3 separate regions of the Mus musculus genome follow, and regions 2 and 3 are each linked to region 1. Evidence: chromatin contacts called from public HiChIP or PLAC-seq and capture Hi-C data. All regions are on one chromosome and are shown on one strand. Each heading gives the region's core, a stretch centred on a gene start, on an enhancer-like site or on the middle of the called end of the contact. The rest is flanking DNA. Distances are from core to core; before and after follow the strand shown.

Region 1 (2,833 bases), core at 133-2,632:
CTGAACTTCATGTCAGGACCCCACAGTGTGCTTGGGAGCTATGGGAGCTGTTTGTTCCTCTTGCTGGTGCGACCACACTGAATACATCTTTCTCTTCTCGATGGATGTTATTCACCTCTCTGATTGGCCTATTGAGAGGGGAGGGAGATGACCACGCCTAGGTTGCTGGACTGCCAGGCTGTGACCCAAAAAACTCTGGTAAGAATATTTTCCCCTCCAGCTAAGATGTCAAGTGCAAGAATGTATATTTTTACTTACAGTTGGGTCCAAGGGTTTTAGAAAAATGCATTCACATCATAAAGACTAGTAAATATTTACTGAATGTGTGAAGGAATCTTACATTTAGTATTGACTCACGTACCAAACACTAGTTATTTCCCTTAGATAGTTATGTGAATGAATATACCAAGAATGAACTTATAATCGCCTAGTGTAAAAGCAGGAACTACTTGCTTGTTTTCTTGAACTTTCAGTTAAAATTGGGGGGGGGGGGGGTTTGCAATTCCTGCATATAGCCACAGGATGGCACCATTGCTCAGTGTATTTTCTCTGGAAAGCCGGCTGGTATCAGAAAATTCTCCACCCTCCTTCCCCTCCTCCTTTTTCTCTCTTCCTTCCTCCTAATACTGTAAAAGTAAGTCTTTTCTGAAGCTCTGGAAGAAAAGACACCGAGCAGAATACATTGCTCGACACCTGTCTGGATCCCTTAGCTCCATCTTCTCTCTGGCCCAAAGCCCAGAGTCCTGCTGTTCCCAGGCTGAAAGGCAGTGCAGGGACCTTTAGGAATGCACTCCCTCTCCTCCCCACCACCCCACCACAGCCCCTGACATCCACTCTGAGTTCCTAATAGCACCATCTCAGCAGCCCCTACCTATCCTTCGGTCTGACTCTGAGAAACCATCAACAGAGAGGTTCTCTGGCCTTTGTCTACTGGCCTTATGAAAAGAATCATGTGATGCCTTTGAGGCTGTGGGCGGCACTGATGGTATTTTGTAATTGGGGAACAAGTTTCCAGGGGTGAAGCAGGGTTACTAAAACAAGAGGACAAAAGGAACATTAAAGATTTTGCTAACCTGATAACCCTGCTCAAACCGAACAATTGGGGGGCTTCCATTTCCTGGATCACAGCAGAGCTCTGACTTCCTGGGTTTGAAGGCTGTGGTCTGGTTCTAGCCATTTGCTGGTCTCAGGAATGGAAACCAGTAACCATCTCCAAACAGAGATTGGGAAAGGAAAATAAGTCACACCCACAGGAATTGTGGGTGCTCCCCCACTTCAGGCTCACCTCCCCTCTTCCAAGGCCCAGTCTAACCCAGACACAGTCACTGCAGGGAGCATGAGCAGTGCTTGACTAGAAGGTCATTCAGGGTGATGATTAGGACAGTCATCAATTCCTGAGGCCCAAGAGTGACTCACTTAGCTCTGATGTGCACAGATCAAAGGAGGGTATTTATGGCTTAGACACAAGCCTGCCATTCTTTGCCATAATAAATAATATAAAGTCCTCATTCTGCTGCCTGTCTCTACCCCAGCTGTCTTTGTACTGACATGAACACCCTTCTCTCTTCTCTCTACTCTTTTCCACCTTGAAAAATGTCAAGACATTCTTTGCTGGCTCTCAGACACTCGGCTGCCATGGTGCCATGGGGAGAGGGGCTCAAATGCCCATGTCCCCAGATAAGAGCACAGGCGGGTCTAGAGTAGGCTTGGAGCTAGCTCTTCCTGAGAACTTACCTTTCTTATTTTGCTTGAATGTGTCTCAGTGTTTGGGCATGCTAGAAGCCCAGCCTCCATTTAAGAGCTCCGTGACTTCAGGAGATCTGTCATGCTTCCATTCCCCAGTCTATAAAATATGGGTAATTAATAGCTCAAAGTCTGACTTATGAAAATGACAAGATAAAAATATGTAAAGTGCTCAGCACCAAGCCTGTTGCAAAACAATGCCAGTGAGCGCTGTTCGTGCTGCAGCATTCTTGTGGTATTTCCAAGAATTTATGGATGCAGCACAGACTGTTCTGTGTGTCCTCCTCAGTGAGGATGTGCACCCCACACCCCGCCCCCAGGACTCAAGACTAACAAACACTCTTACAGGAAGCAAATGGCCAGGAGGATGCTGTGAGCAGGTCCAGCTCAGCTTCTCTGTGGGCACTTCAGACCAAGTACTACCCAGTCGTTAGGCAGTGCCGGGTGCTTCTGGATGCTTTAAGAAGCCACATCTCTGGCTTCTAATCCCTAGATGCTAATAGTAGCCTTTTAGTTGTCACCAAAGAAGTGTCTCTGATGTTTGTCTGCAGTGGGCAATGGTTACCACAGACTCAACTAACCCCCTCTCCTAAGGCTGCAGGGACATTGCAGAAGAGGGAGTAGGTACTGAGAATTCTGCAATTTTGGTTTCTTTTACAATCCCAGAAATATTATAAGAATATAATATTCTTTTTAAAAATATAATATTAAAAATATAATAGAATATAATATTCTTTTTTTGTTTTAATCCCTAGTGATATGGGGCAGCATCTGACTGCGATGTGCCCCATGCTCTAGCAGAGGCATGGTTTTGCCAGCTGCAGATACTTTTTGTGATTGTGTGACATTTGGAATTCTGGGGACTTTTTAGAGGGTAGATAAATGCTAGGGCTTGTCAGTTGTTTAGTTTGTTAATAGTCGTGCTCAAAGAAGAAACAAAAGGAAAAAAATTAAATTCTGGAATCTCTCTCTCTGTGTCCTCTATCCTTCTTCTCTCCTATTTAGTGATGGGGTGAGCTGGAGTGAGGGGTATGATAAAGGTGAGAAAATGCCTACAAAGTAGTAAAGAGGGGCTGCAGGGGCGCACGTG
Region 2 (2,833 bases), core at 234-2,733, 240 kb after region 1:
TGCTTCGAAGCCCAGGCTTCGAAGTCCTCAAACTATGATCCTCTGGCTTCAGTCTCCAGAGCACTGGACGTACAAGTATATACCACCATATTCAGCTCCTCTATGCAATTCTTTTTATTTCTATTTTAGTGTCCACATTTCCACAGATCAAATGGGAGGGTCTTTGCATGTACCCCTGAGCCTGTTCTTAGCTCAGATGGGATGGTCCTTGCATATATGCCCTGAGCCTGCTCTTAGCATTGAGCTACACCTAAAGCCCTCTTGTCATTCTAAAGCCCACAGAGCACTGAAATATTAAAGTTTTTTTTTCACAAGATGACACCAAAATCAGATTTGCTACAAAATCCTACAGTTATCTATCAACCCCATTTTATTTCCACCATGTTCCATTACATATGTGTTATGTGTTTGATCAAAAGCATTTGCCAAAATAGATGAATATGAATATAGTGAAACTTGAGAGTATCAGGTAGTATATGGGATGCTTGTCTGATTCCTTCTCTAAAACTGGGGACATGCTAACTCTTGAATGAAGATTGTGGGCCAGCATTGGAATCTGAAGAAAGGAAATATAACCCCAGTTGAGGTCAGAATAGTAGGTCCTTTGGAATCAAGGTTTAGTTCCAAGGCTTGTATTGACCAAGAGCAAAAAGCATTGTATACCTCCTACTATGAGCAGTGAATGCCTAATGGGGAGCCACCTCACATCTTGTACATAGGGTCTACAAAAATAAAGTAAAAAGTCAGGACCCCAACCTGTCATATCTTTTGGTGGCCAGAAGCACTCATTTCTGTTGTATGTGTATATGTACATATACATAATACATATCCACATATACATATGTATTTATAATGAGAGAATAGAGCCCTTGGAAATTATAGCTAGTTAGTGAACCGGTCAAAAAGGCAAATCTAGCAAAAGGAACCGAAGAAGTAGGAAGAAACCTCAGAGTGTGGCCAACAGCCACAGAGAGCTCACCTCATAGAGAGAGATGAGCATGAAGCAAAGAGGGTTCACGCTGCTCAGCCCTTGTCTCACAGAGGCCTGGGGACATGCTGAAGCCCCGTTTATCTTCTTAAAGCAAAACTGAAGAGTTTTCATTGTAGGTTCCCAATAAAGGCACTTTCATTCACTTATCAGTGACAGCCACAGAGCAGGGGTGGATTTGGGACAAAAGGCTGGGAAAAGAACAGCACAGATATGAGAAGTGGGGGAATTTGCTCAATCCATGAACGTTACTTCCTGCCAAATGGAAGAGCGAGAGATCTGGGTAATGAGAACAGGGGAGAGCAGTGTGCTGAGCGGAAACAGGAAGGGCCGTGGCAGATGAGAAAGGAGATTAATGCAATCAACACTTATCCCAGCTTTAGAGATGGAGCAATTTATAGAAATGAGAGAAATGAAATCAATTGTCCTATTTCAAAACTATGAGAAAGAAGGGAAAGCGAAACCAACAGTGAGAGGATCTCTTTGGAGAACAGCTCAATACCAACAAAGCTGGGACTCACACTGAGGCTCAGCCCCCAGTCTGGTGCTGTTTCCCCTATAAATATAAAAGCTCACTACTGCCTCTTTCTCATTTCCTGCCTGTTTCCTTCCTTGTATGAGAATGAGGGTTGGCAGCTGTCTCCATGTGCATGTGAACTTCCAACTGCCTCAGACTGAAACCTTCTCCCTGTCCAGCGGTGCCTGAAGTGGGTGGGGGATCAAGGTTGGCTTCCTCACATCCTGCGGGGGAAGGGGCAAATCTGACAGCACATTTGTAAACTGTAATGGTAGAGAGGACAGCATGCTCCGTTTTCCAAATGGTAATTATTATTTTCATAATCAGCATTTATTGTTTTTAAATGACAGCGTGGGCAGCCGGGGATAATGATTAAAGAGAAACAAGCTCTGTCAGTGTGACCAGAAATCAGCAGGATGTGCCACTGAAAAACCAGGCAAGGCTCCACGGGGAGTCAGCTTCTGCTTCCTTTAGGCTTGGTCTGGTCTGAGGGTAAACTTCTGTGTAAGGCCACAACTTGGCTAAGGGAGACACTGCACTAACCAAGGATAAAAATTAGACACCAGAAGGTGATGTGGAGGGTCACATCTGCAATCCCAGCATTAGAGAGACTGAGGCAGGGGGACCAAGACTCTTCAGGAAAGCTTGGGCCTCATGGTGAGTAGGGGGCCAGCTTACTATCCAGAGAAAGACCCTGTCTGGAGATAGAAAAGCATTTGAGAACGAGAGGAAGCTAAATTCCTCTGGGGTAACACTCAAAGAAATAGTACCTGGTTACTTCCCATGAGCAGACAGAAGAACGAAGCTGGTCCTTACCCTTCACACATGCGGTGTTTGGTGTCTGCTTTGTTCTCCTTCGTAGACGTGCCGCCTCACAAACAGCAAGATAACGGTGTGTCAGGTCTTCTGAGATCCTGCACATCCTTTCCACGACATTTTCAGACATATTAGTCTCAATGGGTGTTCTGTGTTCCAAGATGTCACAAGCCACTGTTTTCCCTTTCCTTTAGCCAATGGTGTACAGTTAGCCATTACAGAAATGATAGCCAGGCACTGCCAGAAGACCAGACCCTTACTTATAGTCATCAATGGAACAGGCATTTGCCTCAAGACTGGAAAATCCTCAGGCTTAACGTTAAAACATGCTGTTCTGGATAGACAAGGGCTTCAAGGGCAGTTTCGCCCTTATTTGGTGGGAAGAGCCTTGCTGCTGTGTCAAGTCAGAAGCAGGAAGCTATTATAATTTGCTTCCAAAAGGCTTTTTTTTTTTTTTTTTTTGGTATTAAAAAGGAGCGTGCAATGTCTACATCTTAGAAGGCACTTCTCAG
Region 3 (2,833 bases), core at 215-2,714, 190 kb before region 1:
CTTGCTCCTCTCTCTACCAATAAACCTCACATGGAACTGTGTGGCCTGGTGTGGTCCTTCTGAAGCCCCGAGACATTCAAGATCACAACACTAGTCGCTGTGATAAAATACCCTGAAAAGGCCACTGAGTGAGGAAGGGTTCATCTTAGTTCACAGTTCCATGTTATATGGTGATTGCTACAGGGAAGTCACGGCAGTGAGAACTTAAAATAGTTGATTATGTCATATCCACAACCAAGAGCAGAGAGAAATGGATGCATATATATACTCTCTGCTTATCTTCTCCTTGTTTGTACAACCCAAAGCCTAGAGACAGGAAAGAGTGTCACCCACACACCATTTAGGCTGGGCCTTCACACATCAATCCCCCAATCTGATGGATAGATAGTCCCTCATTAAGACCCCCTTCCCAGGTGATTCTCCATTGCATCCAATTAGTATTTAACCATCACAGGGACACCATATACCTTTGGAGGTGGCTCTCTAAGGCATGAGAGGAGCTATCTGCCATTGGTAATACTCTAAGAAAGACTCTGACCCAAATTTTCCTCTAGCATTGATCCCTGTTTCAGCCACCAAATTAAGTCTCTAACCAAATGAGTCTGAAGACAGCAGGGGCCAAACAAAAGCAATGTTATATAGACTTTCTGAAGAAACTGAGAAGCAAACCTAGAAGTGCTTCGTTTTTACATTTTTCTAAAACCTTTTTTTTTTTTTAATCACTGTTTTTGAAATGTCTAATTTGAAATGTGTGAGTGTGAACATTTGGGGGCTTGAAGTTTTGCCTATAACGGATGTTCCCACTTTCTTTTCTCTCTCTCTCTCCTCTCTCTCTCTCTCTCTCTCTCTCTTTTCTCTGTTGTTGTTGTTTCCTCTTTAGCTGCTGACTTTTTAAAGTTGGTTTTTTTTTTCATTTTTCTTTATTGCACATGCTCACATGCATGACTTTCAATATCAGCTACCTTTCCTTGATCAATCTTCCATTGCTTCTGGAGCTAGGATCTCTCATTGAACCTGTAGCTCTCCCATTTGCCCAGCCAGGCTGGCCAATGAGCTTCAGAAATCCACCTATCTCTACCCAAACCCCAAGGCTGGGGTCACAGGCACTCAGCAGCACACTGGATTAATCTGTTTCTCAAGAATAATTTGGATTCAGCTGTCTATCATGATACATTCAGTACTGTTAACAAATGTGTTTTCATAGGTGGATAATGAACAAAGAAACAATTTAGGGTTTCTTTCTGGGTCTTTGCTAAGAATAAAGTGATTAAGAGTTTAAATCCCAGCTGACACAGGCAGTTCTATATTCAGTCAACACGAATTTGTTCTTTGTTTGATGAGGGAAACTACAGGAAAAGCTTGGAGTACTCTGTTCTTGCCGTTCCTTGTGGTGTTTACACAGCCCCAGAGCCAGAGGCAGCAGGAGTGAGTCAGACAGCAGTCGCCTATCACGTGCTGAGCATTACAGGACAGTCTGACTGGGGACAAGGCTGCTGGAACTCCACCACCTGCTGGACAGACCAGAGGGAACAGCAAAGAAACGACCCAAAACTGCCAGTTGACAGCAACTGGTCCTCTGAGGAAAGGATTTTCACTTCAACCAGGACATTTTTCTCCTTCTTGCGTGAGAAGTATTCCACCACACGTAATCTAGGGGAAGCGGAGAATGGGGCGGTCTTCAGCTACCAACAGCAGCAGAAAACCTCCCATATTTTTCAAGCATGACAGAGGAAAGGTTAGAATGGACTTTAACCAGTAGGTCCCTGGTGCCTGCCAATGCTCTGCAAATATAACCCACACACACTGCCAATATTAATTCAGCAACAGTTTTTTTGAGTAGCTGATCCCTGTGGCAGCTGTGAACTGGGGCAGCCGCCAAGAGTACTGGAATTACCTGAGAGACATCCCAGAAGCCCAGGGAACAGTGCAAGGGTGGAGGTGGGCAAGCCCATTATTTAAAGGCTTAGCAGCTAAATTGGAAGATCTGTGACCCCCCATCCTTAGATTTAAAGGGACAACACAGACTAGCTAGGGATTCTGCTATTTAAAGGTATAAAAAGCCCCAAAACAGATATCCCAGGCTACTCATGGGAACATAACAATGTCATCTTTTAAATATTTTTCTTTCTGCCTGGGATGTGTGGGGCATACAAAGTGGAATCATAAAAATTAAAAAGTTACTCTAATCCCTTAGAATTCATAGCTTTCCCTTATTTTACCCTCCTGTGCCTGGAAATGGGTCTTTAACCTTCTTTACGAATGAAGGCACTGGCTCTTGGGGCTGCTCAAGGCTATCCAGTTAATAAGTGACAGAAATCACAGATCTAGGTCTGACCCTAAGCCAGTAACCTTTCTTGGTGCTTCACTTCCTTCACAGAGATGAGGTGAGTGTCCCTCCCACACTCTCAGCAAAGAGGCCCTGTCTAGATACAGAAATTACCTGCTGTGCCTGTAAGTGACTGCCTTCACTGCTTTTCTACCACAAGACATTGCTCACACTGTCCTCCTTATGCAATGGCTTGCTGTGACTGTGGAGTAGTTTTATTGTTTTGTTTTGATTTTGATTTTTTTTTTTTTCTGTTTGGGATCACACTGGCCAGCTGGCTCATGTTCAGACCAAGCCATCCAACTGTGCTTGACTGAGAGGCTGTAGTCCCCACTCAACAAACACTCTGAGGTTACTGTAGTCACTTAAGCCAAGGTTATCCAGTCAGTCTGTGGGTATTTAATAAGCACCACTACCTTCCTCTGGGCCAGCCTCTTCTCTCCTCCACCATATGTGTGGGGTTTCTCCAAACATGATTCAGATCTAGTCACTCCTCGCCTTAACAGC

The links. HiChIP or PLAC-seq counts read pairs in DNA pulled down with a chosen protein or histone mark. Capture Hi-C pulls out chosen DNA fragments and counts their contacts.
Region 2: a capture Hi-C map of bone marrow-derived macrophages shows a contact between it and region 1, with 6 times the contacts expected there. The contact joins two enhancer-like sites. A contact is called at or near these places in 16 of 39 promoter capture datasets (the 3T3-L1 cell line, 3T3-L1-derived adipocytes, the HPC-7 cell line and 10 more), 2 of 15 datasets of contacts at CTCF or cohesin (large pre-B cells and pro-B cells), 41 of 484 Hi-C or Micro-C datasets (B cells, the C2C12 cell line, CD4 T cells and 23 more), 28 of 115 datasets of contacts at active chromatin or transcription factors (CD8 T cells, bone marrow-derived dendritic cells, bone marrow-derived macrophages and 16 more) and 4 of 9 other capture datasets (adipose tissue, bone marrow-derived macrophages, embryonic stem cells and 1 more).
Region 3: an HNF4G HiChIP or PLAC-seq map of pancreatic cancer cells shows a contact between it and region 1. The contact joins two enhancer-like sites. A contact is called at or near these places in 5 of 484 Hi-C or Micro-C datasets (differentiating embryonic stem cells, embryonic stem cells, extraembryonic endoderm stem cells and 2 more) and 8 of 115 datasets of contacts at active chromatin or transcription factors (embryonic stem cells, epiblast stem cells, heart atrium and 2 more).

The regions. Positions count from the first base shown.
Region 1 is chr11:22,631,174-22,634,006 of GRCm38.p6, forward strand. No RefSeq gene overlaps it. Among named protein-coding and RNA genes, the nearest start is that of Gm12052, 21 kb to the left of the region's middle. Within about 2 kb of position 1,383, at least 145 of the 459 cell types and tissues checked have an H3K27ac peak or open chromatin away from gene starts, as enhancers often do. A contact at or near this core is called in CD8 T cells, the G1E-ER4 cell line, the HPC-7 cell line and 14 more, where this site is marked.
Region 2 is chr11:22,870,543-22,873,375 of GRCm38.p6, forward strand. No RefSeq gene overlaps it. Among named protein-coding and RNA genes, the nearest start is that of Gm24917, 3.1 kb to the left of the region's middle. Within about 2 kb of position 1,484, at least 132 of the 459 cell types and tissues checked have an H3K27ac peak or open chromatin away from gene starts, as enhancers often do. A contact at or near this core is called in CD8 T cells, the G1E-ER4 cell line, the HPC-7 cell line and 12 more, where this site is marked.
Region 3 is chr11:22,436,242-22,439,074 of GRCm38.p6, forward strand. All of the region lies in intron 2 of Gm39609 (a long non-coding RNA gene), which reads right to left. Among named protein-coding and RNA genes, the nearest start is that of Gm39609, 5.7 kb to the right of the region's middle. Within about 2 kb of position 1,465, at least 152 of the 459 cell types and tissues checked have an H3K27ac peak or open chromatin away from gene starts, as enhancers often do. A contact at or near this core is called in heart atrium, hepatocytes and pancreatic cancer cells, where this site is marked.